Linked DNA regions of Mus musculus: regions 1, 2, 3 and 5 are each linked to region 4. The links are chromatin contacts, called in public Hi-C, HiChIP or PLAC-seq, Micro-C and promoter capture Hi-C maps. All regions are on one chromosome and are shown on one strand. Each heading gives the region's core, a stretch centred on a gene start, on an enhancer-like site or on the middle of the called end of the contact. The rest is flanking DNA. Distances are from core to core; before and after follow the strand shown. Region 1 holds the start of Topaz1 (testis and ovary specific PAZ domain containing 1). Region 2 holds the start of Tcaim (T cell activation inhibitor, mitochondrial). Region 3 holds the start of Ulk4 (unc-51-like kinase 4). Region 4 holds the start of Higd1a (HIG1 domain family, member 1A). Region 5 holds the start of 9530059O14Rik (RIKEN cDNA 9530059O14 gene).

What was found. Hi-C and Micro-C count contacts between places; a contact is called where the count stands out from the background. HiChIP or PLAC-seq counts read pairs in DNA pulled down with a chosen protein or histone mark. Capture Hi-C pulls out chosen DNA fragments and counts their contacts.
Region 1: an H3K27ac HiChIP or PLAC-seq map of embryonic stem cells shows a contact between it and region 4, with 6 times the contacts expected there. The contact joins the promoter of Topaz1 here to the promoter of Higd1a in region 4. A contact is called at or near these places in 1 of 39 promoter capture datasets (embryonic stem cells), 1 of 484 Hi-C or Micro-C datasets (cortical neurons) and 2 of 115 datasets of contacts at active chromatin or transcription factors (embryonic stem cells and forebrain).
Region 2: a Hi-C map of LSK cells shows a contact between it and region 4, with 7 times the contacts expected there. The contact joins the promoter of Tcaim here to the promoter of Higd1a in region 4. A contact is called at or near these places in 2 of 484 Hi-C or Micro-C datasets (CD4 T cells and LSK cells) and 1 of 115 datasets of contacts at active chromatin or transcription factors (embryonic stem cells).
Region 3: a promoter capture Hi-C map of liver shows a contact between it and region 4, with 2.0 times the contacts expected there. The contact joins the promoter of Ulk4 here to the promoter of Higd1a in region 4. A contact is called at or near these places in 3 of 484 Hi-C or Micro-C datasets (B cells, CD4 T cells and regulatory T cells), 2 of 115 datasets of contacts at active chromatin or transcription factors (bone marrow-derived macrophages and thymic regulatory T cells) and 3 of 9 other capture datasets (adipose tissue, liver and macrophages).
Region 5: a contact with region 4 is called in a Micro-C map of embryonic stem cells, with 6 times the contacts expected there. The contact joins the promoter of 9530059O14Rik here to the promoter of Higd1a in region 4. A contact is called at or near these places in 1 of 39 promoter capture datasets (hippocampal neurons), 1 of 484 Hi-C or Micro-C datasets (embryonic stem cells) and 2 of 115 datasets of contacts at active chromatin or transcription factors (embryonic stem cells and forebrain).

Annotation. Positions count from the first base shown.
Region 1 is chr9:122,745,914-122,748,613 of GRCm38.p6, forward strand. Topaz1 (testis and ovary specific PAZ domain containing 1) reads left to right here and starts at 1,286. Exons shown (of 20, transcript NM_001199736.2): 1 at 1,286-1,649; 2 at 2,331-2,700. The coding sequence starts at 1,433.
Region 2 is chr9:122,804,182-122,806,881 of GRCm38.p6, forward strand. Tcaim (T cell activation inhibitor, mitochondrial) reads left to right here and starts at 1,366. Exons shown (of 11, transcript NM_001013405.2): 1 at 1,366-1,507.
Region 3 is chr9:121,275,745-121,278,444 of GRCm38.p6, forward strand. It overlaps Ulk4 (unc-51-like kinase 4), which reads right to left and starts at 1,428. Exons shown (of 37, transcript NM_177589.3): 1 at 1,316-1,428. It overlaps Gm34655 (a long non-coding RNA gene), which reads left to right and starts at 2,003. Exons shown (of 2, transcript XR_003948091.1): 1 at 2,003-2,222.
Region 4 is chr9:121,856,455-121,859,154 of GRCm38.p6, forward strand. Higd1a (HIG1 domain family, member 1A) reads right to left here and starts at 1,342. Exons shown (of 4, transcript NM_019814.5): 1 at 1,058-1,342. Gm47112 (predicted gene, 47112) reads left to right here and starts at 1,293. Exons shown (of 1, transcript NR_168944.1): 1 at 1,293-2,700.
Region 5 is chr9:122,571,107-122,573,806 of GRCm38.p6, forward strand. 9530059O14Rik (RIKEN cDNA 9530059O14 gene) reads left to right here and starts at 1,395. Exons shown (of 2, transcript NR_015610.2): 1 at 1,395-1,658.

The sequences.
Region 1 (2,700 bases), core at 36-2,535, 890 kb after region 4:
TAGGCTTGTAAAACCAAATTGTTTTTAACTTGTATAAGCAATGAGGAAGTTGCTCCTACCTTAAATGTACCCTGTGAGCTGACCTGAAAATGGACTACTTCCTGGTACGGTTGGGCTCTTCTTAAAAGAAAAAAAAATGCTGATTGTTGCAAAATGCTTTACTCTCTCAGCTATTCTACAAGGTAATGGGTCACAAGATTGAACAGGCTAAACTGCTAAGGCCCAGTTTTGTATCAAATGCTTGCTTGTTTGGATTATCTGAGACACCTTTGAGATGCCTGTTAGAAAAGCAAGCCTTGCCTGAACCCAGATAGGATATGAGTTGATTTAGTTCCCAAAACTACTAGTTTATGGTTTTTGCCTTTATAACCCTTAGATTAACAATAACTGGGGCCTTGCCTAGGGAACTCTAGTCCTGGCCAGTCTCTTTTTAATAAAAATCCTCTAACTTACTAAAACTAAAACCTGAATCAGACTGGTGAATCTCTGAATGACCACCAGACCCACAACCTTTTCCACAAAAGAACACTTTCCTTTTACAAGGTCAGTACTGATTAAATATTCACAAATGGACACAGTAGACAGGATCCAAAATAACACACAAGGAGGATAAACTCCATTCCAATCTTTAAGCAAAGGAGGTTTGTGAAGGGTCAAGATGGGGCATATACCAGGATCCTCTTTCAATGGAGAGGCATGGCCTGGCAAGCTGGTCAAACTTGACTGGACTAACACAAGGATGGAGACATCAATAAAATTAGAAGCATGGTGTTGTAGGTCAAAGTCTAAGGGCCAGAGCCGCAGTAACGGGAAAGGGGGAGAAGTAACGAAGGCTGAAAATAGAACCAAGCAGATTTGATAAATCAACATGCAAGGAATCCAGAAGAACATCTAGAAACCTCTGTCCGCCAACACCGGAGAAGCAACCTTTTACAGAAATAAATGGTATTTTGCATGTCAGCAGCTGGGGTATCTCTGAGCTATCTGGATAATGTGACAGCCATATTGAGAAGTAAGCGACAGTGGACTCGCAGGAGTGTTGGAGGCAGTTAGAAGCCACTTGTAGACAACCATTGTCACAGTGCTGAAACAGGCACCTCCAGAAGTCCAGGTCTGGAGAAGGGTGAGGAACCCAAGGAGGCACCACCACAAACCTGTGCGGTGAGGCTCTGGCCGGGGTGAGACCCTGTCACCTCCGGGTGCAGCCAGGGCTCTTCGAGGGAGCAAGTGGACGGGCGGACCACGTGGCCCTCAGCCAGTTGCCCCCAGCCGAGCCCAGCCCACCGACTTCCGCTTCCTGTAGTGTCGGGTACAGGGTCGGAAGCGAGGCCAGGCCGGGCCAGGGTGGGCAGTAGCCTGTGTCCTGCAGGGGGAGCAGCGGCTCTAGGCCGTCTAGGCTTCCCAGAGAGGCTGAGTGGGCGGCTGTGGGCGGATGCGGCCGCCAGCGACGCCCCCAGACCCGACCAAGGAGCCAGGGTGCAAAGGCACCACCCGAGGCCTGAGGAAGCGAGGCCTTCCGCTGACGCCAGAGCCAGGCGAGGGGGGAGGCTGCAGCCTGGAGGCCAGGGGGTGCGAGGAGGAGAGCAGGCAGAAGCAGAGGATGGTGACCCAGGCTTCTGGGAGAGAAGAGACAGAAGGTGACAAGTTGGGTGAGACATCCGCGTCCTGGAAGGTAGCAAGCAGAGGAGGGTCGGTGAACAGGGGGCCTAGAGCAGTGAAGGAGGCAGAACCCTCTCTCATCCCAGAAGACGCAGTAAGGAAGCTGGTGGTCACCCCGACCCCGAAGCCTTTTTTTCCTCAGCTGCCTCTGTCTTTGCTCTACTACTAACCTTTAGTTGTATTTGTGTGGTATTTACCAGTGCACTTGGTGAGGAGAGGTGAGATGGGAAGGATTAAAAAAATTAAATAAGTGTATGCCCATTTAGGAGCTCAATCATTATAATTACTGTCGAGGGAATTAATAATACTAGTGGTTTGTTTTAACTAGAGTAAATGATGCTATCTATAAAGGTTTTTCTGCTGTTTTAGAATTTATAGAGGTTTATTTCTAGTTCTTAATTAGATCTTAAAGCTGGCCAAGGCGATTCACACCCATAATCTACCAGGTGGGAGGCTGAAGCAGGAGAATCTCAAGTTCGAGGTCAGCCTGTGTTATGCAATGGACCCTGTTTAAAAATTTTTAATACTTAATATGAAAATCAGTTTGTATGTCTAAATAGCTCATCAGGAAAATACAAATGGATGGCTTCACAGATTTTTCTGTTAACTGATATTGCTTCTTTCTGCCCAGTGTAAAAATGTCTTCTGGTGTGTTTTCTTGTTTTGATCAGCCAAAGAGAATGGAAAAATTACTGAGGCCCCAAGTGATGATCCACAGCCAGGGACTGACCTGGTAAGAAAGACATCAATAACCAGTTCGGAGTCTTTGCAAACAGTGGAGTGCAGTGAATTTCAAAATATGGCTTTCTTACAGTCTTTGGATAAGGAAGAATTGGGAGAAGGTATTAAAAGAAGAATGCGAATTAAAAAATGTAAAAGTTTAGAAAATCCACCTCTTGAAATAACTAAAAATGAGGCAACACAAAATATTAAAGTTGAATTCCAAGATGAACTGTTCAAGAATACCCCAAAACATTCTTGTAACAGCTTATCACCTGGAGTAGAAAAAAATTGCAGCTTTGAATTGCATGATTACAGTTT
Region 2 (2,700 bases), core at 116-2,615, 950 kb after region 4:
AAAGCAGCAGCACAGACTGAAAACACAAAGATCCAGGGCACCCCACCAAATGTCTAAGTTACCCTCCTAACAGCTCCCTTTCAGTGGGTCTCATATGACTATTACGTGTACGTTGTGGGAGGAGCACACATCCATGTGGATTTTTGCAGGACAGCGTTTTTGGAATCTGTTCTTTCCTTCCACCTCCATCTAGTTACGGTAATCAAACCACAGTGGTCAGGCTGGAGGGTCTGATAGCAAACACTTTCATCTGTTGGTCGACCTGGCAGCACAGTACTGTATGCTTTATGATAATATGTGACTAAGGACATTGCTAATGAAAATATTTTAAACAAATGTGCCAAAATATAAATATCTAACAAGGATTGTCCCAAAACACTAAGAAGTTAAAACTTCAGAAGTTGTCAGGTGGTGGTGGCCCATGCCTTTGATCCCAGCACTCAGGAGGCAGAGGCCAGCAGATCTCTCTTCAAGGCCAGCCTTGTCTACAGGACTACACGGAGAAATCCCGTCTCAAAACAAAAAACAAAAACTCCTTCAGAAACCACCTTCAGTATCTGTAGCCTATTCTCTTTAACATAGTCCTCACTCTAAATAGTACTGTACGCCACAAATTCAAGTCGTCTAGAGGGGAAAAGCCCTAAATAGGGTAATAAATGGGACAAGTATTTAAAGGAGTTCTCAAAATGGGTAGAGGCAGTGTCCTTAAATCTACAGTCTCACAAGGGCAGGAAAATTGAGTCCCAGCACTCTTAAGCTTGCGTGACATGTGGCGCACACACTGCCTCAGAGACAGGTGGGCAATTGTAAACTATGCTCCTGCAGACAAAGGACACGATGTGGGCCGCAAGGTCGTCTTCAGGAGAATGAAGATCTGAGAGAAGGGGTGGGATGGCTTCTTGCTGGTTGACCAAGCCAAGAGGTAGCAAAGCGAAAAGCAGTTTATATTCCATCATTTGCAGGTCTGGAGATCAGTTACAGACGTCCAATAAAGCAGTAAAAAGCCCATGCTGAGTACACTGAACGTTTAAAAACAGCCTAGTAAGGAGTCGCGATGTGTCATGCCTGTAATCAAAGCACGTAGGAGGCTGAAGCAGGAGAATTGCCGCAAGTTCAAGGCCAGCGTGGGTTACAGTGTGAGCCACTGTCCCAAATAATTAAACTATCTCAAATAGATTAGATTGAGGAAAAGTCAAGTGGGAAATGTAAGCCAGAGGAACCGGATCTTTCACACTCAGCTGCATCTGGGAAGCCTACCAAGACTACCAACGGCTGCTCAGCAAGAACTGCGTCACCAGAGCGCCTTGCATAGCTCCGCCCCTTCCCCCCTCCCCACCAGGGGCTGCGCGTGCGCGCTTTGGCCCCGCCCCTGCCTCCCGCTACTCCTTTACCTTTGCTTATCGTCCTCCCACCTGCCTGCCAATCATCTTTCTCCCTCAGACCTAGTCGGCCGGAAGAACCGGCTTGTGTCTCCCGAAGCTGCCTTCGGAAACCCGCAGATAGCGGGGTAAGGACACCGCTTTGAAGCGGGGTGGGAGGCCGCTGAGAGCCGACGTCCTGGCTGGGAGCCGCTTGCCGGCCTTGCGCAGGCGTTCTAGGAGGAAGGTCGGTCCGCCTTAGCCAATGAGCATGGTTCGTGCGGCCTGCCGGCTCCAAGTGTCGGGGCGTCCAAGCACGAACCCAGGCCTCTGAGACAGTGGGCCAGACCTGTCAGGAGCTCCCTGCAGAGCGAAAGTTGCCCAGGGACTCCACACTTGCCACACAGGCCTTGGCCTGTGCGTGCTGAGGCGTAGGCGAGGCTGTCAGATGGGAGCTGGGTTTAGGCTGCTGCTGGGAGAGCCTTGAGGCTGGTGGGGCCCTGGGAGGAGCTGCACCCCAAGTTGCGGACCTGTCCATTCACCTCTAGACCTGTAATCAAACTTATGGCTAAGTAGACTCTCAGAGGGGAGTCTGAGGCGTAGATTACTCAAGTGCACTTCACCACTAAAGAGCTTAAGGAGTGTGCTAATTCATTCAAGACATCTGTGGAATGTGTGTGTGCGAATGGGTTTAAGATTGTAGGATAATGGTAAAAGGAAACAGGATCAGGCTGAATTTTATCAGTTTGAGACCACCGATTGGAGATTCCAGATTTAATGTGGAGTTCATATAGTTTTAAAAAGGTGTCAAAGTTTGGTTGGCTGGTTGGTTGGTTAGATTTGTCTACAGATGGCCTACTGAAAAGGAACTGGAGATGCCTGCCATCCCTTGGCTTAGTGTTGATGAAGGAGTTTTAAGCTCAGGGAAATTGCAGTGCTAGAGTGGGTACTCTCTGAAAAACCTGATCCCTCATAATGGAAAGGCCCAGAAGACATGCCCTACACTAACCTATAAGATGAAAATGGTTTGAGGGGGCAACAGCAGGTCCGAAGAGTTTTTGTCGTAATTTTTTCTCTTGTGCCAGATCTTAGGGTTCAGTGGGTGTAATTGGACCTTGGAGTAGCACCAGTGCCTGTATATATTAGGTCAGGCTGGGCCAGAAGTGCCTGAATCCTTCTTGAAACTGTAGAGTTTGTAGTTATGATTTAACTCTCCAGCAAGATACAAAAGGAAAGCTAAAGAATTTGTTATCTAGCCAGGCGATGGTGGAGTGTCATTAATCCCAGCAATGGGAGGCAACAGGAGGCAGAGACAGTTGGATCTCTGTGAGTTCAAGGCCAG
Region 3 (2,700 bases), core at 178-2,677, 580 kb before region 4:
AGTCAAATAGAATCGCCTACATGTCCAGTCATGCTACTCCTGTGTTCACAGACACACACACACACACACACACACACACACACACATGCACATACATGCACATGAACATCCAAAGGCAGCTCAGGCAGCATACACAGGGATACTTGGCATCTCTCAGAGCGCCACTCAGCTGTCAGGAAGAGTGGAATTACATCATTTTCAGGAAGATGAATTGAGTCAAAGTCATTGCGGTGATGCTATGAGGTAAGCCAGAGCCAGGCAGACAAACACTACATTATCTCTCTCTGGCAAAATTGAGTGGGAATATACAAAATAGTATATAACCTAGATTTAAACATATATCATATATGAGGAACGGGAGTAAACAGAGGACTACAGGGAAGAAAAATGAGCCTAAAGGGAGGAGAGGCAGGAACAAAGGGTCACGGGAGGCAGTAACGACACAACACCATGTTTCCTCTCATGCAAAATCAAGACATAAAAGTAGGTCCTGTGAAGCCACAAGACAACTATGAGAGGATGAGAAAGAGGACAAGCAGGAGGGGGTAAGAAGAGCAGAGGAAGATAGTGAGGGGCAGACATAAGGAAAACACAAAGACAGACATATAGGAAAATGTCGTAGTGAAGCCCTGAAACTGTATGATAGCTTAAGATGTCATTGTTACAAAAGAACATGGGGCTGAGAAGACGGTTCACCTGGTTAAGTGTTTACTCTGCAAGCCTGAGGACTTGAGTTCAAATACTCAACACACACATAGAAACCCAGTAATCCCAGCTTTGAAGGGCCTACACGGGAGAACCCCAGGAGCTCACTGGCAGGCTAGTCTAGTCTCAACAACCAGCCTCGGGCAGGGGAAAAAGACCTTGTCTCTAGGCAAAAGGCAGACAGGCCAGAGGAAGACACTCAACACCCTTCTCTGCCTGCACACACAGGAGCATCCACCAGTACACTCACATGCATGCGCGCACACTCTCTCACATGTGCAAGAAACCTTGTCAAAACTATCAGTGGACAGAGAGATGGCTCAGCCATTAAGAATACATACTGCTCTTGCAGAGGATCTGAGTTCTGTTCCCAGCACCCACTCCGGGTGGCTCACAACTACCTGTAACTCCAGCTCGAGGAAATCCAACACCATCTTCTGGCTTCCGCAAACACTCAACATGTGCACACGCACGTAAATAAACTTTTTTTTTTTTTTTTTTAAATAAGACTTTAGATAAGTTGCTGTCCTGGGGGAAGTGGTCGCGCCTCTGAGGAGGATGAAGCGGGTCAGAGATGTAACCAGGAATGGAGCCGCAGCTGCCCACCCACCTGCACGATGGTGGGGGACCCGAGTTGCACGCGCTCTGCCTTGCCACGGCGAGGCCACAGCTTGGACAGAGGAAACCGAGGCACCCGAAGACCTGGCCAACTCCCCTGGACGCGTGGGTGAGCCCTCTGCGTCACCATGACAACCTGCGAGACGCGGGGGGGAAAAAGAGCGGGACTTTGATTGGCTGATCGCTACCCAGAAGAACCCGGAAGTGAGCGAGTTTGCGCGCCCATCCAGCGACACTAAGGACCCCACGCCACTTCGAACATGATCTCGCTGGCCTAAGGGGACACTGGAAACTGGAAAGAGACCGGAATCGTGGGCAGTTCTCAGGTTTGCCCGGCGAGCATCCCTCGGTATTTGAAAGCCGCCATCCCATCTCCATGGCAACACAAGGACGGCCGGAAAAGACCCGGATGCTGCCTGGTTGAGCGCTTCCGGCGCTGTGGGCTGGGGCCGGAAATGAGAATCTTTGAGTACACCTAAGTGGCCTTGGGCACTCTAAAGCCAGTGCATCCTTTCTAGAAAGAGGTGGGAGAGATGGCGAGACTCACACAGCCCCACTGCAGGCCCTGCTTGGCGTTTACACGCCCCCTCGTCTCCATGACAGCAATAGGACGCCGGCGATGCAGGGCGCTGATTGGCTGAGATTAGGAGGCATGGACCGGAAGTGGCCGGAGATTGGCGTGGCTAGAGCCAGTCCCCTCCCCATCTGCGCGCCGATGCCTCTGAGCCTCCTCAGGAAACTTCTCGGTCTGGAGCCCGTTGGTCACTGCAGGCTCAGCGGACCGAGGTTAGGACGGATCGGCCTCTCTAGTCAGAGCGTGCAGTGGTGATCAGATCCCACCGGGAAGGCAGCATAATCGCGTGGTCCCAGCCTTCAAGCTGCCTGCGCCGCACATCTTGGTGGGTGGGACTTAAAGTCTTTCACGTCTGCCTGGTCCCAGAGCGTCACAGCTTTAGCTGTTTTGCTGTGTTTCCTTCTTAAACAGGGTTTCACGCTGTAGCCCAGGTTGGCCTCCAACTGGAGTCCTCCAACTTCCATTCTGATGTGAGAGCAGGCTGACAGTATCTATGGAAGGAAGAAAGCCCAACTCAGTTGACCAGAATCGGGCTAGAGATGGGGCTAAAGTTCCTTTTCTAGGTGGGGTGTGGCGGTGGGGAGATAGGACCCTACGTTTCTTGTTTTGTTTTGTTTTTTCGAGACAGCGTTTCTCTGTGTAGCCATGGCTGTCCTGGAACTCACTTTGTAGACCAGCCTGGCCTCGAACTCAGAAATCCGCCTGCCTCTGCCTCCCAAGTGCTGGGATTAAAGGCGTGCGCCACCACTGCCCGGCGGACCCCAAGTTTCTAAGGATAAACCAAGGTATAATTCCACCACAGC
Region 4 (2,700 bases), core at 92-2,591:
TCTGTCAGAAAGTAGAACATATTTTTATTTTTAAGTCAGCAATAACCAGATATTCAAACTTAGTTTGCTGAGCACATTATTCTGTAAGGCCAGGCATAACTACTGACACACTTTTCCAAAGGCATGGCAACCTAGAAGAGGTAAATAAGAAAATGGTTGGGCATCAGGTGATATAACAGCTGAAGACTCTTCCCAGCATGTCCCTTTGGTCCTAAGAACTATTACCTAAAATAGTAAATTTTAAATTCTGATTTTGCCTAAGTTACCTGTCAGCTTGTGCAAAATGGCTTCTCTGAGATTGTGATTCAAACGGCCAGGGGCACAACACTAGGATTTGTATCTTAAGAAGCCCTTTCAAGTTATACTGTGCAGAGAAGACCTTCTAGCACATTCCAGGAGCACCGAGAACCTTTTGAACCTGTCAAGAATTTGCATCCAAACTGTCAATTTGCAGGGGGCCTCAGTAGTCCGGGAAGCAGATTCCCGGGTAGGGATCACCCCCTCAAAGAGAGGACTGCTTTCCACCCCAGGAATAAACGAGGGAAGCAGAGAACAGAATCGAGTCACCCGGACGGCTGGCACACCTGAACCTTAGTCGTGCTTTTGTGATCTCTGCACCCCGTTCCCTTGTCAGGGGCATTCGCATTCCGCCACAGCCTTCCCTCCTCCATCCGGTGACACAGGGTCACGTAAGGTCTGCGCAAACCCCGGGTGGCGCCCGGGAAGGCCAGGCCGAGGTGCCCGAGCGCTGCGCCCTGCCTCACCTCCCACCTTCTTGTGACCTTGTCCAGACTCCTAGACCCGTGCGATCGCGCTCCCTCTCCCTCTCCTCCCACTGCTCCCGGGATCCCCGAAGCTGGCACCAGCCCGGTCCCCGTTTGCCATCGTTGCCTCCTCCGCGACTCTCGTTCCCTCGGCCACGATCCGCTCCAGAAGCTCCGGCCTCCTTCCTCCGGCTCCACATGCACTGGCCGACGGGGACCCCAAGTCCTCCGCCCACCCGAGGGACCCCCCGCCCCGCAGCCCTCGCCTCCCGCCCGGCTCCCGCTTCACTCACCGAGACGCGGGGTCCCTTCCAGTCCTGCCGGTTTCTGGCCGCCACCCGAGTGCGAGAACACCGGCTTCGCCTGCTGCGGCCACTGCTCGCCCCAGCCAATCAGAAGCCAGCAGCCGGCGAGGCCGGGCCAGAGACTCCCTTTACGTGCGAGGGGCGGTGGGCGTGGTCACTTGTAGCGCGGCGCCCATTGGCTGGGGGGCCGGCCCGGTTCGTGGCGGCGCGCGCTGTTCGTGTCAGACGTGAGGCCTGGGCGGCAGTGCTGGCGCGGTGCCGCCTGGCGGCCGCTGCCTCCCAACCCCAATTGCCTCGAGGTTCTCGCGACCGGTTCGCTGGGCTCCGCGAACGCCACGCACGCAGGCTAGACCGGCTTAGGTGAGCCGAGCGGCCCGCCCGAGCGGGAGCATGCGCCGTCGGGGCGCCTTTGGGTCCCTCCCCGGAGCTGGTGGTGGCCGGAGAGCAGTGACCTCACACATGCCTGGGGAGGAGTCTGATGGGGCAGGCAGCTTCCGGGGCGGGGCTTCGTGTGGGCTCCGGGGATGGCAGACACCGACAGCCCCACTATGGGACGTGTCTGTCCAAGACTCTCAGCGTAGCAGAACATGGCGGCCTCTGAGAGAGGTAGGCTACTGGTAGGTACTCAACTTTGAGTGACTTCAGGGAGAGGAACAATTGTCTCCTCACCCCGAATAGAGCACCAACCACGGACAAGAGAAAGGATTCCGTCTTGTCTACCCTGCCCACCCCTTGCCCCGCCAGAGGCAGCTCTGCAGAGGGCTTCTTCCCCCTTTGTGCACCGATTATATAAACTGGCAAGAGGAACCACAGTGAATCGGCTAACTTTCTAACTTCCCCATACCTCAATGTTTCTTTTCTTTGTAAACTAATTTTATTACATTTACTTGTGTGAACATTTGCTGAGGTCAGAGGACAACCTTCACCAGTCACCTCCTAATGTCTGGACCCTGGGGCTAGAACTCTGATTGTGGGATTTGGTGGCCTTTACCCAGTGAACCATCTTGTTGGGCCCTCAATACGTTTCTTGAATTTCCTGAAGGCTGGTGTAGTCTTATGAGCCACCTTCCAATAACTACATAACAGGTGTCATGACTGAATATTAAAATTTTGTATTACCATTTTATTTATTGTGGGGAGGGGCACATGTGCTATGGCAAATGTGTGGAGAGCAGAGGACAACATGAAGGGACCTGTTGTTTCCTTTGCCCACAGGTTCCAAGGATCAAACACAGGTTAAAAATTATTTGAGTTAAGTCATATGTAGGAAACATTCCATGTTATACATGATAAAACTCTATGCCTGTGGCTGGAGAGTTGTCCCAGTGATTTAAAGGCACTTGTTACTCTTCTTACAAGAGGATCCAGGTTCAGTTCCTGACACTCAACGTGAGGCTCCCAACCATCCCAACTCAGTGGAACTCAAACCCTCTTTTGACTGCTTCAGGCACCAGGCATGTATATATGATGCACATACATGTATACATGCAGGCAAGATACACATATTTTTAAAATAAAACTTTTATGGTGGTGCACACCTTTAATCCTAGTATTTAGGAGGGAGGCAGGTGGATCTCAGAGTTCAAGTCCTTCCTTGTCTACAGTACAAGTTCCAGGACAGCCAGGACTAC
Region 5 (2,700 bases), core at 145-2,644, 710 kb after region 4:
AGGGGTTGGGGAAAGACCCTCTGGGTTAAGGGAGGCGTTGCTTCGCGGGTAGAGGTTGAGAGGGAAGTTGGAGTGCAATGGGACCATTAAGTCCCACCTTCTTCCCCCATCTGTGCTTTGGACTATGCGGTTTCTGCCTTGGCCAAAAACCGCATCCACGTCCAAATACAGTACAAAACTCTCTTGGACAGAAGTTAGAAAGAAGCCAGTGTAGAGAGAGACAGTTTGCTTCTAATAATCTCATAAGAATGCCCACAGTATGGCCCAAGTGGCGAGCAGATTCACGGTCCCCATGTGCTGCTGGGGTTGTCGCAGACGCGTCCACGGGCGTCGCAGCGGACGTGACACCGCATTTTCTCTGAATTCCTGCCATCTAGGATGGTGCAACCAAGGGAGGGGGTCATGGGGAAGCAGAGTGCAAGGCTGCAGAATCCGTTCTCTGCAGAGAACTGGAGCGAGCATGGAACAGCGCAACTCCGAGGGCGTTCACATTCGAGAGAAAAGCAACGCCCGGTCGTGGGTGGTTAATTGCCGGCTTCCCACAACCATGAGGCACGTCCCTGGCGGCGTCACTACCTTATGTTTTAATTTGACCTTTATTGGATCTTTGCTCCCCTGGGCTGAGGACTGGACTTGCACTCAGAAGACCACTGCCCTCTCTGGGGAGGGTGGGCCTTCTACTGCGGTTCCCTTCTCCTGAGGGAGCCTGTTCGAGTTCAGAACCTTGTAGACCTTGGAGTTATCAGGCATTCCCGGGCGTGGTCTAGTCGTGGGTTGCGGGGTTTTCTAGCCTTGGAACTGGGCGGTGTCTGCAATGCATCGCATCGCCTTAAGCTGTTCTCGGGTACTCACTCTCGCCGGTGCGCAGAAAGAGACAGAGAGGGGAGGGGTCACGCTTGACTATGAAGTGCCGGTGGGGTCTATTCAGAGTGTCAGTGTGTGTGTGTGGGGGGGGGGGGGGCTGCAGCAGAGGAGGGAGGGTTCTACTGCCAAGGGCAGGGCGGAGGACTGTGAAGGCCGGTTGGTAGTGTGAATGCCTTCCCAGGTTCAGCTGCGGTGATCACCCGGCACTGCAGCTAAAGGAGCTGGTTGCACCTTGCGTGCTCCCCCGCCTTCCCTGTGTTCCCCGGCTTTTCCGGGAGGAAAGATGGGGTGCCCATAGCGGGTGGGGCGCGCCGGCTGCCCAGTCGGGCGGTCACGTGTCCCCCTCCCCCTCCTACTGCAGCGGGAGTTCCAATCAGAGCGCGCCAGGGGGCTCCTCCCGGGCAGGAACCACCGGGCTCCGCGGCGCGGGGTGGGCCGCCATCACCTGACCGCCCGCCCCCGCCCCCCGCGAGTAAGGGGCGGTGGTAGCGTCTGCTCGGTTACAAATGGCCCCTCCCGCCCCGCTCGCCCGCTCGCTCGAGCTCGGCGCGGACCCGCCCGGGAGCGCTCCTCGCAGCAGCTGCCCGGGTTCCCACCGCCCTACCGGGCGCGAGCGATCAGACTACCTCGGAGGGCGCGCTCAGACACCCAGATGTCCGGCCACCTCAGTGGGTACCCTCGGCACCCTGTGATCCGACCACCCGCGGAGGCGCGCTAGCCCTCTGGGTGGGCGTGCTGGGCTTCTCTGCGGCGGAAGTCTGGACCACAGATTGTGACTTCTTTTCTAGCAGTAGGTGAGTGCCCAGCGGGAGCGCAGGCATGGGATGCCCTCCTACTGTGTGGGAACCCCGGGATCCTCTAGGGCACAGGAGGTTTGGTGTAATGACTAAGTCAAGCTTGCAGAACAAGTCCGAAGTCACTCGCCTTCTGGGCCTCTTTTTCGAGTTTCCCCAGTCCCTGGTTTGGGAAAGCGCTTTGATTTGAGGAATTCTTGTCTTGAGATACTTGACAAAGGTTGAAAAGACACTCAGATAGGAGCCGGGAGCTCTAGCTAGCTGGCGCAGGCTGGGTACACCCGGCGTGTTTGAATGTGGGGGGCGGGGGCCCTTTTGAGAATCAGCCCTGGGTAGGGCTAGGGCGAAGCCTCTGCGTTGGTCCCGTCACTCTGTCCCCAAAAGCCACTTGAAATGCCAAGGAGAGAAGAAACAGTGGCTGTAGATGTTGCTAACCAGCTAACCCCCTCCGTTTCTGATCTACCCCTGTGCTGCAGGTTATTCTGCCAAGGATGTGTGAGACTTGGAAGCGCCTAGGATACACCATTTTTACTTTATGACTTTTTGGCAGAAAATATGCGTTAAAGTGTTGAATTACGAGGGAAGATGGAGAAAATAACTTAATTCGCGTTTTTGTAAAGTTTTTGTTTTAAATGCAAGGCAGTAGAGATGTAGGTATTTGAGTCATATTTTGCGACTATACTTTTGGCTTTATGGTCCATATGTTCCTTATAACCTTTCAAACAAAACCCTAGGGAAAAAAATAGAAATAAATAAAAACCAAGGTGTGTGTGTGTGTGAGAGAGAGAGAGAGAGAGAGAGAGAGAGAGAGAGAACACAGGACTTCTGGGGAACAGAAGACAACCTCCTTTGATGAGTACAGTGATGGCCAATTTAATTTGTCATGTGCCACTGAAGGGGATGTCAAGCTGATAACATGCAGACTGGAGAGAAAATGAAGTAGGAGTTGCCCCTAGAGGAAGAAATAAGCCCTGATCCAATTACGCTGGGGAGAGAGCTGAAGGCTAGCCCTTCTGCACTGGAGCTGAGTCTTCTCAGTGGA